2 separate regions of the Rattus norvegicus genome follow, and region 2 is linked to region 1. Evidence: chromatin contacts called from public Hi-C data. All regions are on one chromosome and are shown on one strand. Each heading gives the region's core, a stretch centred on a gene start, on an enhancer-like site or on the middle of the called end of the contact. The rest is flanking DNA. Distances are from core to core; before and after follow the strand shown. Region 1 holds the start of Fn1 (fibronectin 1). Region 2 has its middle 110 kb from the start of Fn1.

Region 1 (7,285 bases), core at 2,436-4,935:
CAGATCAAAGGTAAATAAACATTAGGGGAAAGGGATTCAGAGAATTCTGGGGGTGCTGATCTTGTGTTCCTCCTGAAATAAGTGCTTATGTTGGCCAAGATGTGATCGTTAACCCTGAGATCAGCTCTCCTGCCCCCCCCCCCCAAAAAAAGCAGAAGGCCAACAACATATCTGCTCACTTCGGGTCAATTGTTAGCCATGGAGAAATCTGGATGGCAAGAAGTCATAAATCATGGTTCCTCAGGGAGGTCACAGATAATCTGTTCCCTAGACTCCTCTTAGACAGCAAGGTGAGCTGCATGGGTGTAGCGCTCCAATTTCTGGCAGAAAGCAAGTATACACACTCATGAACATGGAAACCCTGACACTTTCTTAGGCTGTTAAAGCCAATGGCTGAATTGTATGCAGGGTCTTACTGTGTACCATTGACTCTTGGGTTTTGCCAGGAAACTTGGACATTAAGTGTTGGAAATGTTGGTTTGGTCTATTCAGAAGGGACTGATGGTTCTTTTGGACAGAGGACTTTCTTTAAAAAAAAAAAACCTAACTTTTAAATATAAGAAAGTCTTATTAATAGAAAGTTCTGGCAACCCAATGAGTCATACTAGAAAGATTGCCTTAGCTGTAGACTTCCTGAGAGTCAGCCCAGCACCCAAAGTTCCTTGGAGACACACTGCTCATCATTCTGTGTTGTATTTGAGAACGGCAAGATTCTCTCCCCAATCTAATCTATTCATCACACAGAACCAGACTCCATGACAAAGAACAAAAGCTCATCTGGCTCATAGCTGAGGATGATAGTTGATCAATCATCTCGCTTAAAGATGACCAAGTAATTTAAAATAGGTACATCCCTTGTGCATATCTTATTGAAAAGAACCAAGAGATCTTCCACTGGCACATCACACACACACACACACACACACCTACACACCTACACACACACACACACCTAAACACACACCTAAACACACACATACACGCGCACACACACACACACACACAGAGGAGCAGGAGTTCCATCTCTGTTTAGATCCATCATTCAGAAGTACAAGAGCTAGCTGAGTGACCACATGGGGTTTGGTCACAAGGATAACAGATGGAGGCAGGGACAGGACAGAGAAAGCGACGTGTATATGTGACCTCCATCATCATATCACCCAAGGCCTTTCTTACTTGCAATGGTACAGCTGATCCTGCCTCGCCCAGCCCCAATGCAGGTACAGTCCCAGATCATGGAATCTTTAGGGCGCTCATAAGTGTCACCCACTTTGTAAGTGTTTCCAGTGTATTTGTCAAAACAGGTCTCTTCAGCTGTGGAAAGGAAAAAAAAAAAGTCCCGTGTGAGTTTCACATACATACACCGCTACATTGAAACTAAAGTGAGACAAATTTCAAGTTAGGCTTTAACAGAACCAGAGCTCTTGACCTTCGGCAAGCTCTCCACTGCTCTCTTATTTATAATGTAAAGAATTCTCAGGAAAAAGCCACACCCTGAGACCAGCTGAGTTGCAAAGGAAAGATTTGGAATTCCAGTCTCAAGCCAGGGAAATCAATTCAAGGGTCACAGGGACACAGTTTGAAGGTTGCCTTCTTCCCAGCAGGCGTTGGCTTTTGTCAGCCCTACTGAAATATTTCCCCTGTATCCTCCCTCAGCAGCCGCTCGGAAGGGCCTGCTGTAATTCACAAGAAGCAGATGAAGGGGCTTCGAAGACTCAGAAACTGCAGCTAACAAATCACTTTACAACTCAGTGCTTCAAAGCAGTTTCTGGTCCATAATCGGGAGCCAGAGATCTGAGATAACTTTCTAATAAATTAAGCCTTTACAAGCAAACTTTTATAAGTTTTCTTTTTGAAGGGAGACATGCAAAACCTTTCATTTTCCAATCAAAAGAATAAAAATGAAGGCTTTGGAAACTAATTTGGATTGCATTTGTTTTAGAGCACGTGAAAAGCCAGGAGAAGAAGTTTTACTAAGAGAGAATTACAAGTGATTCTTAGCAGGGTGGAGGAAAGAGCAAATGTGTTTTTATTTAAAGCATCATTTCTGCCAGGGACCAGACTGCCTTCCACTTACGTTCAGGCTTGCTCTCGCAGTTAAAACCTCTGCTTCCTCCATAGCAGGTACAAACCAGGGCGTTGCCTAGGTAGGTCCGTTCCCACTGCTGATTTATCTGATAATGCTTCCCGTTGTCAAAACAGCCAGCTGTGAAGAATTGAGGGGAAAGTTATGACAGCTTCATCCCTCCTCCCCTTTTTCCCCTACAAAGTTACTGAATTTTGCCAACTGACTTGGTGAGCCTGAACAAACACAAAAACTCTTAAAAAGCAATATTTCCCTAAAATTTTGATGTGGGAGCTAGCTAGTCAAAGATTTAAGCATTGTCTATGCAGATGGACGTTTAGGGTTTTTTTTTTTTTTTCTTATCTTTTAACATGGTTAAAAGTTATACAATGACGTCATGTCCATCTGGTCAGGGGAACTACATCAGCAGAATGGAAACATTCTGAGAGGCAAAAAAGTAGAAAATACTTTTAAATCATGAAAGGCTTCAATCTTAACAGCAACAACATCAAATAAGACAAGAAAGGAAACTTTTAAGTTGGGTGTCCTGGTGACTATGCCAGTAAACCCCAGCTCTGTAGAAGCTGAGGCAAGAGAATTGCTCCAAGTTGAACACAAGCCTGGAGAACATCAGGCTAGCTTTGGCTACAGTGTGAGATCATCTCCAAAAGAAAAAGAGAGAAAAAAAAAAAAAAAGGAGGGAGAACTTTTAAAGGAAGAGTGGGTCTCTGAAAATCTGGAAGAGAAACGCATATCCCTGCTCTTAATGAAGAATCCTTTTGGGGGAGCCCTGAGGTATCCCCCAAAGCACTGAGCTAACAACATCTCTTTCCAGTTGGTAAGAAACTACCTATTTAGATACTTTTCTTCCTCCCCATTTATTAAATATTTAACCAACTATTTACTAATAAGGAAAATAAGGATCGGGGAACTACACTAATCTCAGATGTAAAATTTTTAAGTTCATGTTTCTTTTCTCTTTCACAAGTTTGGGTTCCCGGAAGGGCGAACTGAAGGTGTGGAATTTGTTAGCGCACTTGACGGGAAGGACAGATGGTCCCTGCCTCCACTGTACCCGCAACCAGCCTGCTCAAACATAAGCCCTTTTGTGTCCACAGCTGGTTTCCTTCAATAAAGCGCGCACTCACATACGTTCGCACAGCCACGCACGCGCGCAAAACTTTAGCCACAACTTCTGCGGGAGCCGAGGACCAACCCATCCCTGGTGCCGGCCGGTTTCAGCCAGACTGTCGGTACTCACGCTTGCTCTGACTGACAGCCACCGGGGACGGAGGCTGCACGATTTGCTGAGCCTGCCTCTTGCTCTTCCCGGTTTCGGTGCAGCGCACCGATGTCCCCAGGCACAGGACTGCTAGCAGCAGCAGCCGCCCGGGTCCCGGACCCCTGAGCATCTTGAGTGGATGGGAGGAGAGTCGCCCTCTCCAGGAGGCTAGTGGCCACGAAGTGTGGTTCCCCTCGCAGCCTGCAGGAAAAGTCCTGAGGTGGGGACGCCTGTAAGAAGATGGAAGGAGGACACGGGAGAGGACCAGAAGTTGTGGCCGCTGGCCCGGCTCACACCCTGGGCTCCTTTTCTTCCCCTGTGCAGTGCAGCGGGTGCGAGCGGCTGAGCCCCAAGAGCAGAGGCTTATATGGGACAGTCCCTTCCCGCCCCCCCACGAGGCCCTGCGCGCCGGGGAGGAGGGTCCCGTCCGACTCCCCCCGCCCCTCCTGCCGCCGCAGCCGCGGCCGACCGCGCGCCGATTGGCCCGGAGTCCGGGTGACGTCACGGGGTACGGTGGGTTCGCCCCGAACAAAAGAGATGCTGATCTCCCGCCAGGTCTGGGACTGGAGAACTTCCCCCCCCCCTTTGGTTTCCTTTGCGGTCGTCAAACTTTTGGGAGGAGGATTGGGGGTAGGGATGGGAAACGGCTGTAAAGTGAAGTAGACTCGGAGGAAAGGGAGGGAGGGGCTGGAGCCGACTGAAGCCTGGGGGTAGGGGACAGGTTTACCCCCTCGTCTCTTTCCTTTTTTTTTTTTTTTTTAAATTGGTGACCGTGGTGGTGTTTGAGAACATTGCGTCACCTCTGAGAAAAGTCTGTGCTCACCGGGGTGTATTTTGTGGGAAGGGAAAAAGTCGTTAAGTGGCCACTACCTTGTCCCTGTAGGAATCCAGACTTCACTTTTGCAGCCCCGGGGCAGGGCGGCTCTTCCTGGTGCTTTTCCTGGGTCCCGGGCGCCGCCTATTCGGTGTTAGGTAGGCTTAGACCCCGGTTTCTCCATGCAGTACCTGCTTGGTTTCGAGGGAGAGCCCCGGAGAGGGTGAGCGCGTGTCAAAGGTGACCCCTTCCCTGAGCTTCTACAGCCCGGGGTTGTGCACGGCGCCCTGAAGATTCCGGGCAAACTCACAAGACCAAGTCTCTCTGCAAAGATGAAGCAACAGAAAGTTTCCTTTCTAAGTCATGAAACAAAGTTTTCCTTTCCTGGGATTGGGGTGCCCGTTTCTTTTAGAAGGCCTGTGGTGAACAGCTTGAGAGGGGGGAAATTTGAACTGGCTGATGAAGTTGGGGAGAGCGGGTAGCTTTAGGTCCACGCCACGTTCACTGGGCCATTTGCACTCAAAGCAGAGACCTAGGTGGCCTCTGAAAGAGAGCTGGGGTGGGGATGGGTACAAAGACTATGTCTTGCCTTCCTCCAGCCTTCCCCGGAATTCCCTTGCATGTATCTGGGCGTTTATTTTTTTTCAGATTTCACAGTCATGGCAGAATTCCACTATCCACCCCCTCCCTCGCCGCCAGATTTTTTAGATTTCAATTGTTATCTGCTCCAAGAATGTATAAAGTTCCACTGAAAAGTCTCCGGAAATTCTCCGGACTTTCTACACTACTGAGATTGGAGCGGGGATAGGAGACGTCCCCCTGAAGCTCACAGCTCTAACACGTTGGTCTTTTTTTTTTTTTTTCTTTTTTTTTTTTTCTTTTTTTTTTACCTTTCAGACACACACAGCCCAGTTGCTGTGCTTCAAAATGAGAAGCCCACTATTTTCAAAGCAGCAGGTCTGAACTCCAAACTTGGCTTTCTCCTTCGGTTAGGCACGTGGTCTCATTTGCTTTGAGAACACATTAAAGCTACCAGCAAAATATGTTATTTGTACCAGGTTCTTGTTTTCGCCAAAAGTTCCGCTGTAAGGATAATTTGAATTTGTATGCTTTATAAAATCCTCAACACATTAAAGAGGCAAAATTAACATTTATTTTTATTGATGTAAAGAACTAAAAACAAGAAAACCCACAACGAATACCAGTTTCTTACAAGCGGTGTAAAATAAGTAGAGAATCTTTGTGACCAACACTCGGGGTTGAACGAATGCCATACATTCCCCCAAATTTAGAATCCCGTCTGACTTAGTTTTTTGGAATTTCTCATCATCCCTTGACAAAACGGTTTTCTCTTTCAGATATAAAAGGGCTCCTTGTAAAACAGTGAAGTTCTGGGAAGTGCTCTCTCCAGGGGAGAGAAGGATACCTGGAAATCAGGATGCTTGCTAGATAAACCTGAGGGGACGGCTTTCCACAAATATGGCAGATCCTGGAGGAAGGAAATAAGCGGTTAGAAAAGAATTTTGTCACAAAAACATGATAGTTCAGTATATTTACCATACTCAAAATACTTTAGAATAATATACTTATTACAGAACTTTGCGGGGAACCCACTTTACATTTCAGAAGAAAGTTTTCTCCTTCAGCCCCATAGAAAATATCTCCTGTGGCCCACAAGCAAAAATATTTGGCAGAATTTTATAGAAATGCTTTTACTTGAAAGCTGTATTTTGGTTTTGATTTTGGACATGGAGACATTTTCTTAATTAAGGTAAACCAGCCTTGCTACAGTATCCTTCCACATCCATTTCACTTCCAATTCCAAGTCGATTCTCTCTAGCTCAGAGATAATTAAATCTTAAAGACTACAGTTGAGGGTCAGGGCACTGGAGAGACAGCTCAATGGTTATGAGCACAGGCTGCTCTTCCAGAGGACCTGGGTTCTATTCCCAGCAACCACATGATCATGACCACTCACAAAGCATCTGTAACTCTAATTCTAGGGAATAAGTCGAAGTTATATCTCACCAAACTTTTGGGGGTTTGTTTTGGTGTTTTTGTTGTTGTTGCTGTTGTCGGCTTGTTTTGTTTTGGGAGGGTTGTTTTGTTTGTCTGTTTGGCCCTTTTGTTTGTAGTACTTTAGCATTTTCTGGTTTTATTTCAAAGACCTGATCCTAGGTTGCAGCAACAGAACGTCCTCATTTCTTAGTTTTTCCTAGGGGGGTGTTGGCCTGAATTCAGTATACCGGTGGCTTTCCTTTCCCCCATCGGCTCCTTGGGGCACTAGCTGTCTGTGTGTGAGGGTATGAATGTGACCAAAGACACAACTAACCATGAAGGGCAGTGCCACCTCGCCTCCCTCTGTAACTGTCATGGTGGCAGAATTTTCCCAGGGTTTCTGACACCTTAAAGTTTCACTAGGAAAAGGGAGCACAAGCATTTGTGGGGTACATTCTTCAGATACTTTGCTGTTGGAGGGAGACGATTAAGAGTGCGTGTGGCATAGTATTTGAATTGGATTGACTTCTTTTGAGTGTAAGTCATAGTTGGGAGAAGAGCAAAGATCACTTATTAGACCCATTCACTCAGGACTGCAATAGAAACAGCCCATGGGATACGTTTTAAGGGTAAGACTAATAAACGTTATAGTTAGTGTCTCTACTGACCAAATTGCTTGCCTATTGGGGGAGGGGAACCCCTGATAAGAACATCTAGAGTTCAAAGAATACAACTGGGTGACAGTGGCTGGGGTTTTTTTTTTTCCCTTGAAAATCTTTGGCCTTTATCCTTTTGTCACTCTCTCAGTCCTGCCACCGGAAGTCTTTGGCTGGGTGAACTTGAAACTTTCAGCCTCCGAACCCTGTAGTATGAATGTCCTGATTTTCTATCAGTAAGTTGGATGGAAGATTACAGTTGTTTTGTTTATTTTGGTTTTTAGGGGGTTTGGGTTTTTTTTGGGGGGGGTAGTGTGTTGTTTTGGTTTTGGTTTTTTGTGAAATCCTTCCTTCATTTTCTCCTTAAAAAAGCCATGTTTGCAGAAATGCTGTTCATTAAGCACAGGTGCAGAAAAAACATAAGCTGTCCCGTGGGCAGCCCGTGTGGAGAGAGTGCAGGAGCAGTTTGT
Region 2 (7,490 bases), core at 1,425-3,924, 110 kb after region 1:
TTTATACCCATGGAAAAGTTCTAAGAACTGGGTCAAAGTTCGATCAATTCAATGTCTTCATGGCTATCGCCTAACTAAATACTCACCAAAATGTTACACTGATTTAAAGACCCATAGACGATACCAGTATCCAGCTCTGCAAAATCCTAACACTAGATTTAAACTTTTCTAAAAAAAGATTTATTGTATGTATGTGAGTGCACTGTCACTGTCTTCAGACACACCAGAAGAGGGCATCAGATCCCATTACAGATGGTTGTGAGCCACCACATGGTTGCTGGGAATTGAACTCAGGACCTCTGGTAGAACAGTCAGTGCTCTTAACCACTGAGTCATCTGTCCAGTCCCTTAAACATTTTCTTAATCATTGTCAATGCACAAGTTAGATTATGCCTTACTGCATTCAGTCATATGCTGAAGTTTGTATGGCCTAAGAAAAGCATCTTATTATAGTTTTGTATGTGTTGACTTTCTTTTGTGAATTAGGAGACTCAAAATAGAGAATATGTGAGTCACTTCTAGAGCATAGCAGACTTCCAGCTGCTGTAATATCTTGGCTTTCCACTGTAGGAGTCAGGAGAGGTGGTCAACTGTACCAGTGTTCCCTATGTCTATAGAATGACTTCTGTCTGCATAAAATTCATATGTCAAAGCTGTAACCTCAGTGGGACTTCATCAGGAGATGGGGTCTTTAGTAGATATTTAATGCTAATGAAACAAACAGGGCAGAGTCCTAATCCTATAAAAAGAAGAAAGAACTCAGCTGCACGAGGACACAGAGAACAGGCAGCTGTCTAGTTAAGCAAGAAGAGAATTCTCACGGGAATCTGACGTGTTCTGCTCTCAGACACATACTTTCTAGAACTGTGAAGAAACACACTTGTGTTGTTCGAACCATTCATTCTATGGTAATATGTCCTGGCAAGCCAAGCAGACTAGGGTATCCATGAGACAGAAGTGAAACTCCCAGGAGAGGATAGAGCGTGGACCTGTTTTGGTCAGACCCAAAAAACTACCTGGAGTTGGTAAGACAGACTTAGACGCAGAAAAAACTGACACCCCAGGGGTGGGAAGGCCCTCAGGTAGAAGCAATGGAGTACCTGGGGAAGAGTCAGGTTCTAACCTCTTCAGTCCATACAGTTCACATTTTTTCCCGTAGGAAAGACCTCCCTGACTGAGTGTCTTCATCTAGAACGCTAAAAGGTATCCAAAAGGCAGCACTTAGATTGTATTCTACAAATTTAAAGTGCTCAAGCGAGTGACCCCCACATGGAACTCTAACTGAGGACTTTGTGGATTTCTAAGCCGCCTTTTTCAGGGTCAGGTTTTCTGCATGACCTGTCTTCTCAGTGTTTCAAAATGTCAGCCACGAAAATTAACCCTCCTCACTCCCCTCCACCAAATGTCTCATCGTAGTTCAAAAGAGAAAGCCATTCTCTAGCGTACTCTTGGATAACCGTCAAAGTCAGGGTCTCTGCTCCTTGTGTCTCACTGACCCCTCTCCCTGCCCCAGATAAAAGCTCCTGAATACACGCCATACCCAACTGCTTTCTCTCTTCCATTCCTGTATCCTAGCCACCTGTATCTCCTCTTTAGCCTGTGGCATCCATTTATTGGTAACCTTCTACACCTTCAGTGGAACCTTCTAGTTCTTCGTCTCACGTTGTGGCCCAAGTGCTCATCAAATAATGATCAGGTCATGACCCTTCTTTCATGCCCTGATTGTTGTAATAGTTGTGACTGTGAAGTCCTTAATATCTTGTGCTTGCCCAGGTCACCAGCCTCACTGCTCCTACGTCCCCAGTACTCACCAGCTTTGACCTCATTGCTCTCCACTTCAACGTCTCCCCTGATCCTCCAATCAAACTTCTGTCATATATGCTCTCTAAGAGTATACGATCCCTCCACCCACTGTCTCTTATATTAATTGTCTCTTATAGATCTTTAATAGATAAATAAACATAAATAGATAAATATATCATATATATCATATATCACATGTCATGTCACACATCACATGTCACATATCATATATATATAATAGATATATAGATATTTCAGAAAATGATAATATTAATTTAGCATTAGTCACTGCCACCTGACCGAGCTCCTCAAGGATTGGCATATTTATCTTGTCCCACTCTCTCTTCTCCAGCACCCAGTTGAGAAATTTGTACATAGAAAGGACTTAATAAATATTCTTTAAATGATGGGCTTCCGTTCATACCAGAAGAGATTCGAGGAAGACTATCTGTGGGTCACGGCACCAAAAGGGACTGCTCCTTGCACTTCCTGGGAAAGCTGGTTTATTTTGCATCCTTGGCTCTTGCCCTAAGAATGGAACTCACACATCAGTAGGATACTAAGCAGAGATACGGCATTATTTTCATCATTGAACTCGTTCTCAAAGTAGCTGCCTATTTCCATTCAAGAACATCAGTTAGGGGAGAGCAACACACAGCTTGTAATACATTGTTATTTTTTAGGTCCCCACCCTCAAACATATGATTGCATGAAAATTAATTCACTTATGTCATGTACACCACCCATAAGATTTAGCATTCTGAGAAATGTGTTTTGTTTTTCAGTTATAAAGAGCTGGTCTAGAGGCATATGTTAGACCCACTTCAGTCTTTGCCCAAATATGGTGACATAACACTCTGGGATAAGGCCAATAGCCTAGATTTATAGCTTAAAATCCAGACTGGGTGAAACAGGATCCCAGTGAGTCAAAGTGCGTGATTGTTCCAAAAGTCTGGGCAGGTGCCAGCCATTCATAGCTTGCTATTTCCAGTGAGATTTCGAAACATGAACACTTGTAGTCCTCATTAACAACAATCAAGAGATGTAAAATCACAGTCAGGACTTCTAGCTAAAGAGGTAAAGTACACACCCACGCTGTCTCTACCGGTGTGCTGAGAACTGCAGAGTCCCCATGTTGTAAAACCTGACAAGACAGGAATGTAAGACAAAGCCTTAACTGTTTGATATGGGTTCGGGAGTCCAGGAAGTGTGTCAACACACTCAATTAGAATTTGTATGGTCACAATTTATTTTGGGTATTTTCCCGAATGCCAGGTCAATATTTATAGAACCTGGGCTGAACTGAGTGGCAGACAGTTCTGGTGGCATGCGGCTGCTTTAGGTGGAGATTCCTGGATGTCCCCTACCTTTCCCCATTCCTCCTAGCTAAAACCCATCCTTTATATCTACAGAGTCTGGAATTTACCATTCTCCAATTCCTTACAGGCAGAGGTCCTGCCTTCTTTGAAAACCCAGAGACTCCTTAGAACGGCAGTTACTTCCCAGGGCATCAATCATTCCACCTTATGTAGAAATTAAATATACTATCAGTGCGATAACTTACTCTTAACCCCTCAAACTAAACCTTCTGTCAATTTTAAGTAGGCAGCATTTGCTTCCACCTGTGTGAATAGGCTTGCAGAAGTTCCCATGAGGTTTAAAGCAGACTAACACATACACTGTCATCTCTGAGCGAAAGGGAGGGGTGTGCCTGGAAGCAACTGTCAGCATGAACCCAATGCCACACGGTACCCCATTAATGTCTGCAATCAATATGTATTGATAAAAATTGCATTACATGTGTTTATTGCACATGTGCACATGCATGTGCGTTCATGTTGGTGTGTGCATGTGTACCACAGCATATATATGGAGATCAGAGGACAGCTTTCAGGGGTTGGTTCTCTCCTTCCATTATGTGGGTCTTGGGGGTCAAACCTAGGTCATCAGACTTGGAGTCAAATGCCCTTACACCCTGAACTGTCTCATCAGCCCAGGAAATTTTAAGTTGTTTTTTTTTTTTTTTAAAAACTTGTGTGTGTGCACAGACAAGTGCACATGAACACAGGTGTTTGAGGAGGCCAGAGGTGTCATATCCCCCTGAAGTTGGAGTCACAGGTATTGTGAACTATCTGACCCTGGTGCTGGGAACTTAACTCTGGTCCTGTGCAAGAGCGGCATGCACTCTTAACTTCTGAGCCTTCTCTCCAGCCTCCCCAGTAAAAAGTCTCAAATGAAGAAGCAGAAGTGTGGAACCTCAGCACACACGGCAATAACGTGAAGAAGATGATGAGAAAGAAATCCGTTGATCTGAAAACTGTCTCCAGCAGCTCGGTCTCTTCCCCACACGGTGCTGCTGCTGGCTTTGCTTGTGTTGCTGCATATGCTTGTTGGTTCAAAGAAAACGGAGCTGAAATGATTAGGAAGAGGTAGGGGGGAAGTCCGCAAGTACTCTCTGTTCGACGACACTGAAACCCACAGAAGAGCATAGCAACCAGCTGAAAAACTTCAGCTCTACATCCACCAGAAAAATCTTTCTCTACTTTTCATATTGGGATAGATAAAAGCTGTGACTTGTTCCCACAATCACAAACACTTAAGCCAGAAAGCCATGGTATCCTTTGAAGTTTTAGGAGTTTGTGTCACTAACCAGCATGTACCAAAGACTCAGAAAGGCACGCTCAGAGATTGGCTAGTTTAACTACTGGCTTTTGTTCCTGTTAGCGGCAACTGGTAGCACTTTCACACTGACTTAGTCTTGCAGAAAATAAAATATATCTGTTTTTCGATCATGCCTTAGTTTCCCTAAATTGAAGTTGACAATTTAACCCCCCTCAAGTTTCTGCCTATTAATTTTTCATGTCTAGATCTAGAAAAAGCTGTATGATGTCATGGGATGTGTCTGGGTCTGGTGCCATGTTTTGAGATGCGACACCATGTCATGACATCTCACTGAAGCAGGCGGTAATAAAGAAGTTCATGGGGTGGTAGAACGGCTCGCTGTGTAAGGATGCTTGCACCAGACCTGGAGGAACGAGCTCCATCCTCAGGATCTGGTGGTGGTAGATGGAGAGGACCAACTCTCTAAAGTTGACCTCCGACCTCCCCATGTGCCTTGTGGAACATGTGTACCCACATTTGCTCACAAAATAAATATATTAAAGATGTAATTTAAAAACTTAAGAAAAAAGACATTTACACCATGTTGCAGGCAGACACAGGCTTTCTTTAGTAAACTCTAGAAATATTCATTTGTGATCAAATAATTTATACTCTCTTAACTGAAAATTATTTATCCTGATTTAATTAACGAAACTTTCATAATCATATAACCGCAGTCTAACCCTGAATTTTAACTATCATAGTAATTGGCCACGTAGGCATTCACTTTTCCTGTTTTTATGGCTCATATGATTAATGGCCTTAGAGTACATGTCCTCTTAACAGCAGATTTTAAAGGCATCATTGAGCTGACTGTGTCATTTGCCAAATTTCCCCTCTTAGTGTTTTTTATATTATTACTTTTTCCTTTTCTCCAATCTTCATTCCACTTTCTGCTCTCCACAAAGCTCCCTTCCCCTATTTGTGCATTTTGGTTTATAAACCAGATTCTTCCATACCTGTGGAAAAGTATGAGGCCTTATTAAGTATGAGCTTTGTAGTCTACAAATGCTATCGCACAGCAGAGCATGGTGAATTGCTTCCCTTCTGCACGTGGGGCTCACAACACCTCTGTGGCTATGTGTTGATGTAGCTCATGGCTATCGGTGCTACAGAGCAGCCATTTGTAAGATGTGCTTCCCACATGTCACCTAGTGATAGGTGGACATCACCTCCAATTTCTAGCGGGATGACAGTGCCATCGTTTTGTCAAAATGTGGCGAGATGGATGACCTGGGGAAGTCAGTGGTGGCTATAATGTTGAGTTTCGTTTCTTGTTAGAGGTTCTAAATGAACATAAAGAGAAGGCATCTGGCTCCAGAGAGCCTCCAGCCAAACAGCTGGTTTTCAACAGACAGCTGTAGACTCGTGACCATGAGCCCTAAACGTTAAAGCCAATGATGCTATCTACGAGGAATGCTCAGCCTGCGAAGACTGAGCTGTTGAAGGCAGAGTCGACAGACACAAGGGAGAGCAGATGCAGGGACTTGCAAGACAGATGAGATGTAGCAATCTGCATAGAAATGCTACGTCAGATTGGTCCGTAAATTATTCTCTGTGAGTCTAATGGAGCCAGAGGAAGGGAGGGAGGGAGGGAGAGAGGGAGGGAGGGAGGAAGAAAGGAGGGAGGGAGGGAGGAAGGGAGGGAGGGAAGGAGGGAGGAAGAAAGGAGGGAGGAAGAAAAGAGGGAGGGAGGGAGGGAGGGAAGGAGGAAGGCTTCATGAGAACACAGCTAAACTCTGTTGTGAATTGTTTGTGACTGTTTTCCTTCTCCAAGGGCAGAGTTATGTGGCATCAACAGAGATGGTATTGACCTGCAGAACATATTTACTGCCTACCTTTTTACCAGAAACGCTTACAGACACTTGAACTAGATGAACTTGAGCAATGAGCCAAGGGTTGCTGGGATTCTTAATATTTCCCCTTCAGCTTCTGGAGAGGAGGCTCAAAGCTTACGAGGTTAAGAGGTTAAGAGCACACATTGCTCTTGTGAGTTTGGTTCCCAGAATCCACTTCAAGAGGTTCACAACTGTCTGTCACTCCAGCTCCAGAGGGATCCAATATCCCCATGCTCCATGAGCACACATAGAGAAGACACACACACACACACACACACACACACACACACTTACACACACTAAAATACACACCCCCTAAAATAATAAATCTGAAATAATAAAAACATTTTTAAAAAAAATTCTTCTCCCTCATACCACAAGCAGGTTATATAATCATGAGTGTATCTACCATGCTTGATTAAGCATACATTTAACAAGTCTATATAAAAATGCTTTGATTTCCTTCATTTCCCTTGAATGGATTTCTTAATGTAAGTCTAATAGAGGTTGATTTGCTCCACTGTGGAAAACATGATTTTCCCTTTGCTTGTTTGTGCCTGTGTGGATATCCAAAGCAAGTCTCTGGTCTTACATATTTGCGTTCCTCTGACATGAGTGCACATAGTTGGCGAGAAGCATTTGATAAGTGATGGAAGCTTCCATAGAGCTGTGGGAACACAGGTATCTGTCAACTCCCTCAGAAGCAGTTGCTCTGAGTGACTGCCTGCTTTCTTTCATACTCTTTGAAAGGTGCTTTTCCCTGTAGCTCCCACTTCCTGAGACTTTCTGCATCAAGAAGGGTAGCAATTTAATCCCAACACTGGGGAGGCAGAGGCAGGTAGATCTCTGGGAGTTCAAGGCCAGCCTGGCCTACAAAGTCAGTTCCAAGACATCCAGGGCTTCACAGAACACTCCCACCCACACCAACCCCGCCCCCAAAGGAAAAAAAAAAGGTTGGCAAGATGGCTCAGCAGGCTAATGTGATCAACAAGCAAACCTGATGACCTGAGTTGATGCTGAGAACTCAAGTAAAAAAAAAAAAAGAAACAGGATGGGGCGAGATGCCTTTGTAATCACAGCATTCCTACATCGAGACTGGAGGCAGAGGCACAGAAAAGCGACTGAGTGTGGTGCATAGCAGAAGCAAGGAGACCCTCTCCCAGTGAGTGGGGGAAGGAGAGACCCAGC

Evidence for each region. Hi-C and Micro-C count contacts between places; a contact is called where the count stands out from the background.
Region 2: a Hi-C map of the A7r5 cell line shows a contact between it and region 1, with 2.3 times the contacts expected there. The contact joins the enhancer-like site here to the promoter of Fn1 in region 1. A contact is called at or near these places in 4 of 12 Hi-C or Micro-C datasets (the A7r5 cell line, the Rat2 cell line, hepatocytes and 1 more).

Annotation. Positions count from the first base shown.
Region 1 is chr9:80,710,452-80,717,736 of GRCr8, forward strand. Fn1 (fibronectin 1) reads right to left here and starts at 3,686. Exons shown (of 46, transcript NM_019143.2): 1 at 3,327-3,686; 2 at 2,078-2,206; 3 at 1,177-1,314. The coding sequence starts at 3,477. LOC102554186 (a long non-coding RNA gene) reads left to right here and starts at 5,613. Exons shown (of 6, transcript XR_357093.5): 1 at 5,613-7,051. It also overlaps a transcript of LOC120094699 not described here.
Region 2 is chr9:80,820,142-80,827,631 of GRCr8, forward strand. No RefSeq gene overlaps it. Among named protein-coding and RNA genes, the nearest start is that of Fn1, 110 kb to the left of the region's middle. Within about 2 kb of position 2,675, at least 15 of the 93 cell types and tissues checked have an H3K27ac peak or open chromatin away from gene starts, as enhancers often do. A contact at or near this core is called in the A7r5 cell line, hepatocytes and liver, where this site is marked.